2 separate regions of the Rattus norvegicus genome follow, and region 2 is linked to region 1. A link is a contact called in public Hi-C data. All regions are on one chromosome and are shown on one strand. The core of a region is the stretch at or near the end of the contact, and the rest is flanking DNA. Distances in the headings are between cores, read along the strand shown.

Region 1 (5,074 bases), core at 2,281-4,780:
GAGTAGTGACTGACGTGGGAGGGTCCAGCCCAATGGGAGTGGTATTATCCCTGGGCGGCAGTCCTGGCAGTACAAGAAAGCAAGATGAACAAACTAAAAAGGAGTAAGATACTTAGCAGTGTTCCTTCACGCTGTCTGCTTCAGTTCCTATCTCCAGGTTCCAAGCTGAGTTCCTGCCCTGACATACCTCAGTGATGGATTGTTATGGGAAAATGTAAGCCACATACACCCCACCTCCCCAAGCTAGTAGTAGTTAGTGTTTTCTCACAGCCATAGAAATCAAATAAGACACTAATTAAAAAGTAATGGATCATTTCATTGGTAGAGAAAACATGAAGACAGCATCCTATTGAATCTGTGGCATGGTTATTACTGGTTTTGCTTATGTAGGTTTACAAGAAAAATGGAGTGGGGCAAGTCAGGGCAAGGCAGCCTATGCATGTCAGCCCTGAGAGGGCAAAAGGCCTTTATGTGACACTCTGAAAGTGAAGTTTGGGTTATGGTAGGGACCTCAAGATGTTAGAGACGCAGAATCACAAGATCTCTGCCAAAGAGTGTTACACATGAGAGAAGAGCCAACCACAGTCCCAGACACTAGACATGGAGTCATTGGGACCTGAGTTTGCCCTGCTATGTTTCAGTCTTGCTTTGGTCCAGTATTTCCTTACTATGTCCCCATTCTTCCTTTTTGGAATGGTAAGGTATGTATGTATGCACGTATGTATGTATGTATGTATGTATGTATGTATGTATGTACATATATCCTATCCCATCATATGTTAGAAGTATGTACTTTGCATTTTGGTCTTTCAGGAGGTTATAATTAGTCCATTGTCCTGAGTCTCAGAAGAGACTTCAGAAGAATTTTAAACAGTGCAGAAAATGATAAAGACTACAGGGAATTTTAAAGTTGGACTAAATGCATTTTGCATTGGCCATGAGTCTATGGGTTACAGAAGGTAGAGAGAGTATGGTCATCTGGGTGACACTGTTTCCCATGGGCTCAGGAACTTGACTGCCTAGTCCCCAGTTGATGGCACTGTTTGGTGAGGAGGTACTGGCTTGTGAATGAAGTATGTCTCTGGTGGTGGGCTTTGAGTCTTCACAGCCTTGATTCAATTCCAGGTCTCTTTCTGCTGTGTGTGTTGCAGGAATCTTAGCTTCCTGCTCCTGCCACCAAGCCATCCAATTTCTGCCATGTCCACCTCTGTGGTGGACTCACATCACTTTGAACTGTCAACTGAAATGAACTCTTTATCTGTAAGTCACTTTTGCTCACGATGTTTTATACCAGCAGAGAAAATTAGTTACCATAGCCACTATCACTGCCCCTAATCTGGTCTGTATTACAAACGCAGTACATAAGCACCAATCCTGTGAACTCCAGGATTAGCTTAGTCCTAGAGTAGCATTTTACTGTAGACCTAGTCATACTTTTGAATTCACATTCATAAATAAGCAGAGGTAATTTGCGTCTTGAAAATTAAGAGTGGCATCCTTACTCATTGGACACATAGAATTCTGAAACTAGGGAATTCATAGGCAGTGATATATCAAGAGAGGCTAGGGGATAGGTGAAATGTGACTAAGGAAGCAAAACACAGGGAAATGGCTCATTTGTCTATCCTCTTACATACCAATCTCATCACTGTCGAAGTCATCCGAGTATTCGGAACTTCTCTGCCTGGCTGACCGGGCTGTAATTGCTCTGATCAGCTCATCCTGTAAATGAGATCAGTAATGTCAATTCCCGTTCAAGCAGAGTTTCACACTTAGAAGAGACCTTTAAACAAATATTACTCGATTATTCCGCATTCACACTTAAGTTTCAATCACCTAACTTTACTCTAAGCCTATGCGGTACAATATACCCATCAGACTTAGTGCAAAATTGAGCCATCTCCTCTGGGATTCCTAAACAGGAAGTGACTACTAGTATTAGATAAATTAACCGCAGGTTACAATCTGCGCTAAATGCTAATGAATGCTAGGGGCATCGATTGAGATTGGATTTATTAGAAACTGACATTGTTAGAGTGTACATTTTGAGGGAGGTAAGTGCTTGGGTTTGACAAGCACGTCAGGCACACAGCCTACCACTGGGTCTTTTACGTATATTGCAAAGATGGGCATAATCGATATGGCAAACACGAGCAAAAGCTGGGTGCAAGGTTGGCACAGTAAGTCCTTGTGATGCTTACGATAGAAAACCGAAATTTAGAGAGACAAGCTCTGAAGTCGCTCTGTGGCTTTCAACTTAAAAGCAAATATTGGAGACAGGGTCTCACAGAGGGGTGTTTTAATACTAGAGCCCAAAGTTGACAGATGACCTACAACACACTTAGAGAAACAAGAAGTCCTCCTGCTTCATGCCAGATCCTGTGAGAACCAGCAAGTGCTGAATAGAGGCATAGACAAAACCAAATGGTTTGCCATGTTTTACCTGAAAAGAAGTTCTCTTAGTAGCTTTTGGACTCTTGGTATATGCCAAAGTTGTGCTGAAGATTTCATCCGACATAGTGTATCCTTTTTCTCTTTTATACAACAGTTAATAAATAATTGAAACAATTCATTCAATCTAGGATGGTGGCTGAAATTTACACATAAATATTTAAAAGAATTAGACCTTTATGCATGACTGGGGTACTCTATTCCTGGCATTAGTGCTCCCCCAACCCCAGGCCAAATAAAGAGAAATCGCTTTAAACACTGCCCAATATGTTCACCTAAAAATGTAACAGTGGTTTTTGTTAAGGACATAAAATTCTCACACCAATCTGTTTTCACGAAAAGAAAACGCATAAGGAAGTTACTGTTCAACAACTATTTTAAGGATGAATGAAATACATAATCACCAAAACTTTGCCAAACGATTTCACCTTTCCATTATTAAAAACATATAGCATTGCGGATGCCACAATGACTTATTTCAAGATGCAACCAAGAGGAATGTCAAGGTTCCCAGCCCCGGAAACAGCTAGCATATAACAGTATTCAAAACAATGCTTAGCCACAGTCAGCAGCAGCGACATTTTCCCAAGCCATTTGTTGGCTCTTCCACACACAACAACAACATCTCCGCACTGAGTTGCATCACATCAGGCTGCATTAAAGTCTCTGTTTCTAGCGCGCGACGTCCGAGGCCCATTTGGATCTCCGGCCACCGCCCAGAGCGCCCCGGGCTGGCCAGGTGGCGTCCGCGTCCCCGGCCGGCTCCGCGCGGCTCCCGGCCCAGCACGCGCCAGGCCCGCGCACACCCAGCGCGGTCCCCGGACTCCTCCACGTACCACAGCTCGCGCCTCCTGCATCCACCCCGCTCCCCGTGCACCCCGGCCCCTGTGACCACCTGAGAATCCAGCGGCTATGGTCTAGCATAGGTGTCGCCCCCGGCCCGGGCCTCACGGTCTGGGAAACCAGGTATCGGAATAAGCTGGAGGCGGGGCAAAAGATGGAGGCGGAAGGCGGTTGCCAGGCAACAGCGTCCCCGGGAGGAAGTGACTTCCAACCGACTGGTCTCTTGGGTACCCAACACCGCCTTTCCGCCTGCGTCGCTGGGACAACCGCACAGACCAAGGAAGTGACATCACCGGTGTAGGTGTTGGGAGCGCAGTGCCCTATCAGCTTATTTGCAATGGCTGTTGCCTAGGAAACAGGACCGGCCCTCTGCCATCACGCCACAATGCTCCTGCATTGATTGCTCCTGCTCAGTTAAGATCCATCCATATAGGCAGGTATTGCGTGGCCACGATGCAAAATTTCCTTTTGTTAGTTAGGACGTGGAATCTGTGAGTCGGTGCAGTGTCAGCAGAGCCGACAGAATGACGTAGTACTGACGTTTGCAATCATCGGAGTCAAACTGCATGTTTGATTCTTGGCACATGCAAATTAAGGTCTCTATGCTTTGATAAGAAGCTAATAATTATAGGACTGCCTCCTTAAAGGATTGCGGTGGATAATGAATGTAATATGTAGCGAAATATTGGGAAATATTTAGAATTGCATTCAGTTAATATTACACATGAGCGTTTCTTGCAACTGATGCAGTTCCCCGGGGCGGGGCAGGTATGCTCTGGGGAGGGATTATATGTGCTAAAATATCCCATATGCACTCAGCCCAGAGCCTGTTTCGCATCTTTGATGGAAAGTTTCCCCTTTCTATATTTAGCTGATAAACGGGTTAAAAATCAGTCAGCAAAATAAAAAAAAAAAAACAGGCGAGAAGTACTGCTGAAAGAATCAATATCGTTGTCATTTAATTATCGTTAATATTAATTCACAAAACACTTAAACTTTTAAAGTTACACAGATTTTAACTATTTTAACTCGAAAAAAGTATGTCAAAATCAATTCATTCACTATAACTAAACCTGCTCGTTTCCATACCTCCGCAATATTTCTTTTTAAAAAAAATAACACTGACAACTTGATTTAATAAATAAGCACGTAGAAATTTTAAATACAGAAAAATAAATATGAAGTTTAGTGAGAAAATGGTTTCTAAGTAATATTTGCAGTAACTCCTTTTAAAAGCTCAGTTTACGCTTTTCAACTTGTTCGGTAAATTTGTTTTGCTTAACTAAATTGTTTTAACTATCTCTAAGTGAATATATGCATAAGGAAAAGACTCCCCATTTTTACCAGTTACTGTTAAATTTTCTGTCCTACATTTTATTAACATTCACAATTCTGTTAAAGCCCCTGTACCAACAGCAGGTACCCAAATGGGAAGAACCAATTTTGGATAATGTGTAAGGGCTGTATTCATTTGGTATCCACTTGACTGATATAAGTTGAATTTAGGCATGACTTATGGAAATAAACTTACAACAACATCAATGATAGAGAACACCGAGTTCCCAGCTACCGATAGGGCATAGTTGCACACCATGGGAATGACTTCGGATGATTATTCTCCACAAGCACAAACTGAGAGGCTCTAAAGAAAGTTCTTCCTGGCAGCATTTCAGTTGTTACAGATGCGTGTCTGAGTAAGGAGTATAGGAGAGAAGGGTGGACCCCTAGTCTAGTAGATGGACCCCTAACCATGGTTTTGAGTGGCTAAGCACAGTAGCTG
Region 2 (4,873 bases), core at 324-2,823, 700 kb before region 1:
CTTACAGCTTATCCCCAATGACACACCTCCTCTAACCCTTCCAAAACAGTTCCACCAACAGAGACCAAGCATTTAAATACATGAAACTATGGAGGCCATTCTCTTTCAAATCATCACACTGGGTATCTGTAAACTATAATTAGATTTTTAAAATAGACAAGAGTTATTGTCTGTCTGGCCAGAGCTCAAGAGACAACACACAAAAATAAGCAAAATGAGTTAATGCTATTTGTATTATGATGAAAAGACACTCGCTACTGCCCAAGTATCCTGTGTCTGCATTTTTAAGACCTTTCAAAGTCACCTCCTCTCTGTCACTTTGCGCTCTTCTATCAATATAAAATACTTTAGCAACTGAAAAGGAATAGAACTTACCTCTCTTCATCCAAAGGCACAGGTTTTCCATTATCAGCCACAAACATGTCATGGGTCCTCTTCAATGACCTGAACACTAGTGTGTGCACAGAATGCTTCTGTACCTCCTGTAAAGAGACAATCAAGATCACACATCTAGCTAGAAGAGACCCATACGCTCTAATCAACATTAGATTCATTACGCACTTTACATGCTAAATACATAAAGGCTAACACTCCTCAGTAACTGTGACAAACTACAGCAGCCAACAACAAAGATGAGAAAGCTCCTGTCTGGTCAGAGTTCAAGAGACAACACACAAAAATAAGCAAAATAATTCCACATTTTGGAGGGTTCGATGGGGTGACTCAGAGGGGAAAAAAGAATTGCTAGATATAATCAAGAAAGGTTCTCTCTGGTGACAGGTAAGCAGAGAGGGAGACAGCCTTACAAAGAATAGAGGTTCAAACAGTGCAAGCTCTGGGAGATGCCACTGCGAAGACGTTCATATAATTCAGAACTGCAGCAGTTGTGAATGCTGCGGGAGTGTGGGTTCCGAAGGTCGGTGGGGTTTAGGCCTCTGCCATCACCAACATTTAACACTGGGACAGAAAGCAGCACTGAACTACATTCCTTCAATGTGTTCGTTAATCGTAAGCACTTGGAAGCTATAGAATTCGTCCAGGCAAAAGATGTTGGGCTAGATTAGGAGGACTGCAGTGGATCTGGAACGCAGTGGGTGGGAATAAGAAACGTTTGGGATACGCAAGAACAAACAAAATCAAGCACGGCAAGCTTTAATGGGGTAGAGATGAAATAACTGTGAAACTGACAAGACAGCACGGACTAGCATCCCAGCCAAGGTGGGAGCATCAGAAGCCCCGCCTCCCAGGAAAGGGCCAGATGCCAACAACACACCGACTGCAAGATTCCTTCAGGCTTCCCGCCGACTGAACCTCGGATTCGGGATGTCATCGGCCTTCCTCCCACCCCGACAGCCCAAGACCACCAGTTTTGGCTACAGTTCGCTTCCCCAGATTCCCAGTACTTTCATCCTACTTCCGTGGGCAAAGCTCCAAAGACAAACGACTCCCGAGTGCCCGAGCGTTACTTTACCTCCACCATGTCGCCGCCGTTTAGTCTACCCGTTCAGCAGCGAAGAAACTCCAAATGCTCGACGCAGAAATCGCCGCCACTATTCTGCCGCTCCTTCCGGAGATTGGGGCCTGTCGCCGGACGTGACGCCAACCGCGCATGCGTATTGGCAACCCGCCGCGCAGGGGTCGAGGGGTGGAGTCTAGCGGTGGAGGGCGGAAGCTAGGCGGAGTTGCGCGGAGACTCGTGGCGAAGAGTAGGATCTAGGCAGCTGCTGGGCGGGACTGGGCGGGGTTTGGGGCGGGGAGGGGCGGGTCTCGGCGGAACTGGGCGGAGTCCCCTGGCTGAGGGCGGAGCTTCCAGCCGGAGCGAAGGGAGCGCGGGCCTTAAAGCCCTGTTTAGGGGAGGTACTTGTTTCCGGAAGCTAAGTGCTGCTTAGAGATTCTAAGCAAGCCGTTTTTCAGAAACCATTGGGAACTTAAGTTGTTTTTACTTTATTTGACCTGATGCTAAACTGTTGACGTTTTGTGTTTCACCCAGATAAAATCTGTGGCTTACGTTCGATCGTTTCCAAGTGTTTTCTATATTGATGTAGTTGCTATTTGTGATCTTAAATAAGGCATTTTCACTGATTGTGCATCTTCCTGAACTGTGATTAAGTTCAATGATCCCGTCCTCAGAGAGTACTGCGAATACTTTGAGAAGGGTGAAAATGTAGCGCAGGTATAGCAATGTGAGCCAGTGCTCTCATTCAAATTCAAATATTTTAATTCATAATTATTCACTCAAATTCAAATATTTTAATTCATGAAAACATGAAGGTCGCATTTTTAGCCTGAAAACAGTCATTTCCGTCCTTTTAGTTTGAGCCTTAACTCCTGAGCCGTCTTTGTAGCTAGCCCACAAGTAGGCATTTCTAAATTTAAATGTGAGTTTAGTCAAAGGATCTTATTTTCTGTAAAAGTGGTCAACGTTTGTATACTTTGCAAGAAAATATTAATAACCTAGAAAAGAACATTTTAAATCACAAAACACTAAGGAAATGTTAGAAAGACCTTAACATATCTATGTTAATATGACTACTAGACAGCTCTCATTAAACTTGTTAGATAGTCATCCTGAACACAACTTATGGACAAGGCTCACAACAGCCATCTTAGAGGTAACCACACTAGGTTTTGCTTTTCTTATAACTCTCGAATTATGTCACCCATGTGAAAATTACCTTCTTGGCTTAATAAGGACCTTAAGTGACCCTATTATCTAGTTATGAGATCCATAAATCACATATATCGTAGGCAGATTTCTTGTTCACATAGGAACCTGTGTTCTTCTTGTTTGCTATGGCCTCCCTCCTCCTATTTCCTTGTTTTTGAAGAGATCCAGGATCTTTGGCTGGTTAAGAATTCTAGCCCAGAGGTGTTGGCACATGCCTTTAATCCCAGTACTGGCAGAGGTAGTCTGATTTCTGCGTTCCAGGACAGCTGGGACCAGAACTACGCAGAGGAAAAAACAAAAGAACAAACAAAAAGAGTAAGATGGACATATCTTTAAAAATAAAACCCTGTGCTGGCTGGCTAAGATATAGACTGTAGATGTCGCCATTGCGAGCCGCCTTATATAGACAGTAGATGTCACTATGGCTCTTCATTTGTGCGCAGAGGATTTTTTTTCTTTAAGCAAGCATGACTAAATTTTGATAGATATAGATATGAATGCTACATTCGTTTGTGTGAAAATGATCGTGCAGATTTTAAGGAAAGCCTTTCTTCATTGACCAAGCTGCTTTTTCATTCAGCAATGCAAATGTGTTCAATTTCCTTCAATTGTCGTACCCTTGGCTGTTGAGCAATGATGGGTGAGGTAGTGTGGGGCCCTGCACGACTGGGACAACCAGAGGGCCTGGCAGATTTAACTGAAGAGTCAAAAGCCTAAGCAGAGACCTGTTACCGCTACTGACCTGCAATAGCTGAGCCTTCTCTCTGCAAGGGTGCTGTGAATGGGCCATCCAGCCAATGGACCCGAATCTCTGCTTAATTCCTTTACAGATTTTAACTTGCTTAAGAGGCTCTGATAGGGCCAGCGTGGGGGTAAGGCTAGCATAGCCACTGTTGGTCACCTGAAGTGTGCATCATACTGACAGGACCACCATAGCCCCACTCCTGAACTCCAAAGATGGTCACTAAACCTCTGTGGTGTTCTTGCTCTTGCTCCTGTGATCTGTATCTGGTCAAATAAGAGAATGCCCTCTTGTCCCTGCTCCCCAGGCTCCTTCCTTATCAGCTACACATAAAGATCAACAGAGGGAACAACAGAGGAAGCTGTCAGCAGAGATAGTGGCCTCCTACTCTTTATCCCTGCCACAGGCCCTTCCTACCACAGGTCTCCAAGCCGCACTGTTCTGATGTTTGTGCTACAGGTTCAGCTTGGCCTTCACCTCTTGCTCTTAAGTTGTAGTTAAGGGAAACCTGCTATAGAGACTAATGCCTGTAATGTTTGCAATCGTATGCCGTGTAGACAGGCAGATCACTGGTATGTCTTCTCTGTTTGTTCATGCATACACTCAGAACAGATAGGAAACACGCCAGGTGTAAGATGTGTGATACAAGCGCTCGTTGCTACTCAGCTCCTACTTGCAAGTTTCAGAAGCCATTTTCATTTCAGTGTCCATTCGCCCTCCAAAGGTTGATACCCAAGTCACCGCAAAAGTCTCCCCTCACTCTGCATGGTTCAGTACAGGTTGCTGTGGCTGACTTCTATTTCCAGTCTTTCCCCACAGACTCATGGTCCTTGTCTCCTTTGTTCACCTAACTATCCCACCTGCCACAGAGGTGGAACTCAAAATGGCTGCTTAGCCCAAAGTGTCTCGTGTTGTACAGTCTTTTGGGCCTCACATGAACTGAAAAAAAAGTCACAAGAAGAAGTGTCTTGATAATTGGGGGGGGGTCACAATTATTTTGTCTTTAGTGCCAGGAAGCACTGAACAGAATGGGTCATCTGATTTCTCTGTCACTGATTGACTGCCCTTGACTTACAAAACAAGATCAACTAATGTGAGGAACGCCGAATTATTGGCTTAGCAAACAGCACTCCCTTCCCTCTCAACCAATGACAGCGGAGTGCAAAAACACTTAAGTATTTCAGTATATTTCTTCTCCTTGAAATGGAGTAGTCTGCATGGGTCTATTAGACAACTCAGAGTGCTGCTTAACTAGCTATAACTCTAGAGGGGGAAAAAAAGGTTACAAGGTATCACCTACATCTGTCACATGGGCAGGAACATCCACGCACACCCTATATACCAGACTGAAAATTGTGAATGAAAGAAAGAGGCAAGAATGAGTGTGCCCACCAGAGACACTGTGATAACCATACATGAACTGGTCCCAAACAGCAGCAACAGCAAACGGAAGGTACAGGCAA

Evidence for each region. Hi-C and Micro-C count contacts between places; a contact is called where the count stands out from the background.
Region 2: a Hi-C map of kidney shows a contact between it and region 1, with 3 times the contacts expected there. The contact joins the promoter of Plrg1 here to the promoter of Map9 in region 1. A contact is called at or near these places in 2 of 12 Hi-C or Micro-C datasets (the A7r5 cell line and kidney).

The regions. Positions count from the first base shown.
Region 1 is chr2:170,005,203-170,010,276 of GRCr8, reverse strand. Map9 (microtubule-associated protein 9) reads right to left here and starts at 3,530. Exons shown (of 14, transcript NM_001135716.1): 1 at 3,344-3,530; 2 at 2,444-2,534; 3 at 1,638-1,722. The coding sequence starts at 2,518.
Region 2 is chr2:170,702,888-170,707,760 of GRCr8, reverse strand. Plrg1 (pleiotropic regulator 1) reads right to left here and starts at 1,573. Exons shown (of 15, transcript NM_021757.2): 1 at 1,472-1,573; 2 at 376-482. The coding sequence starts at 1,480.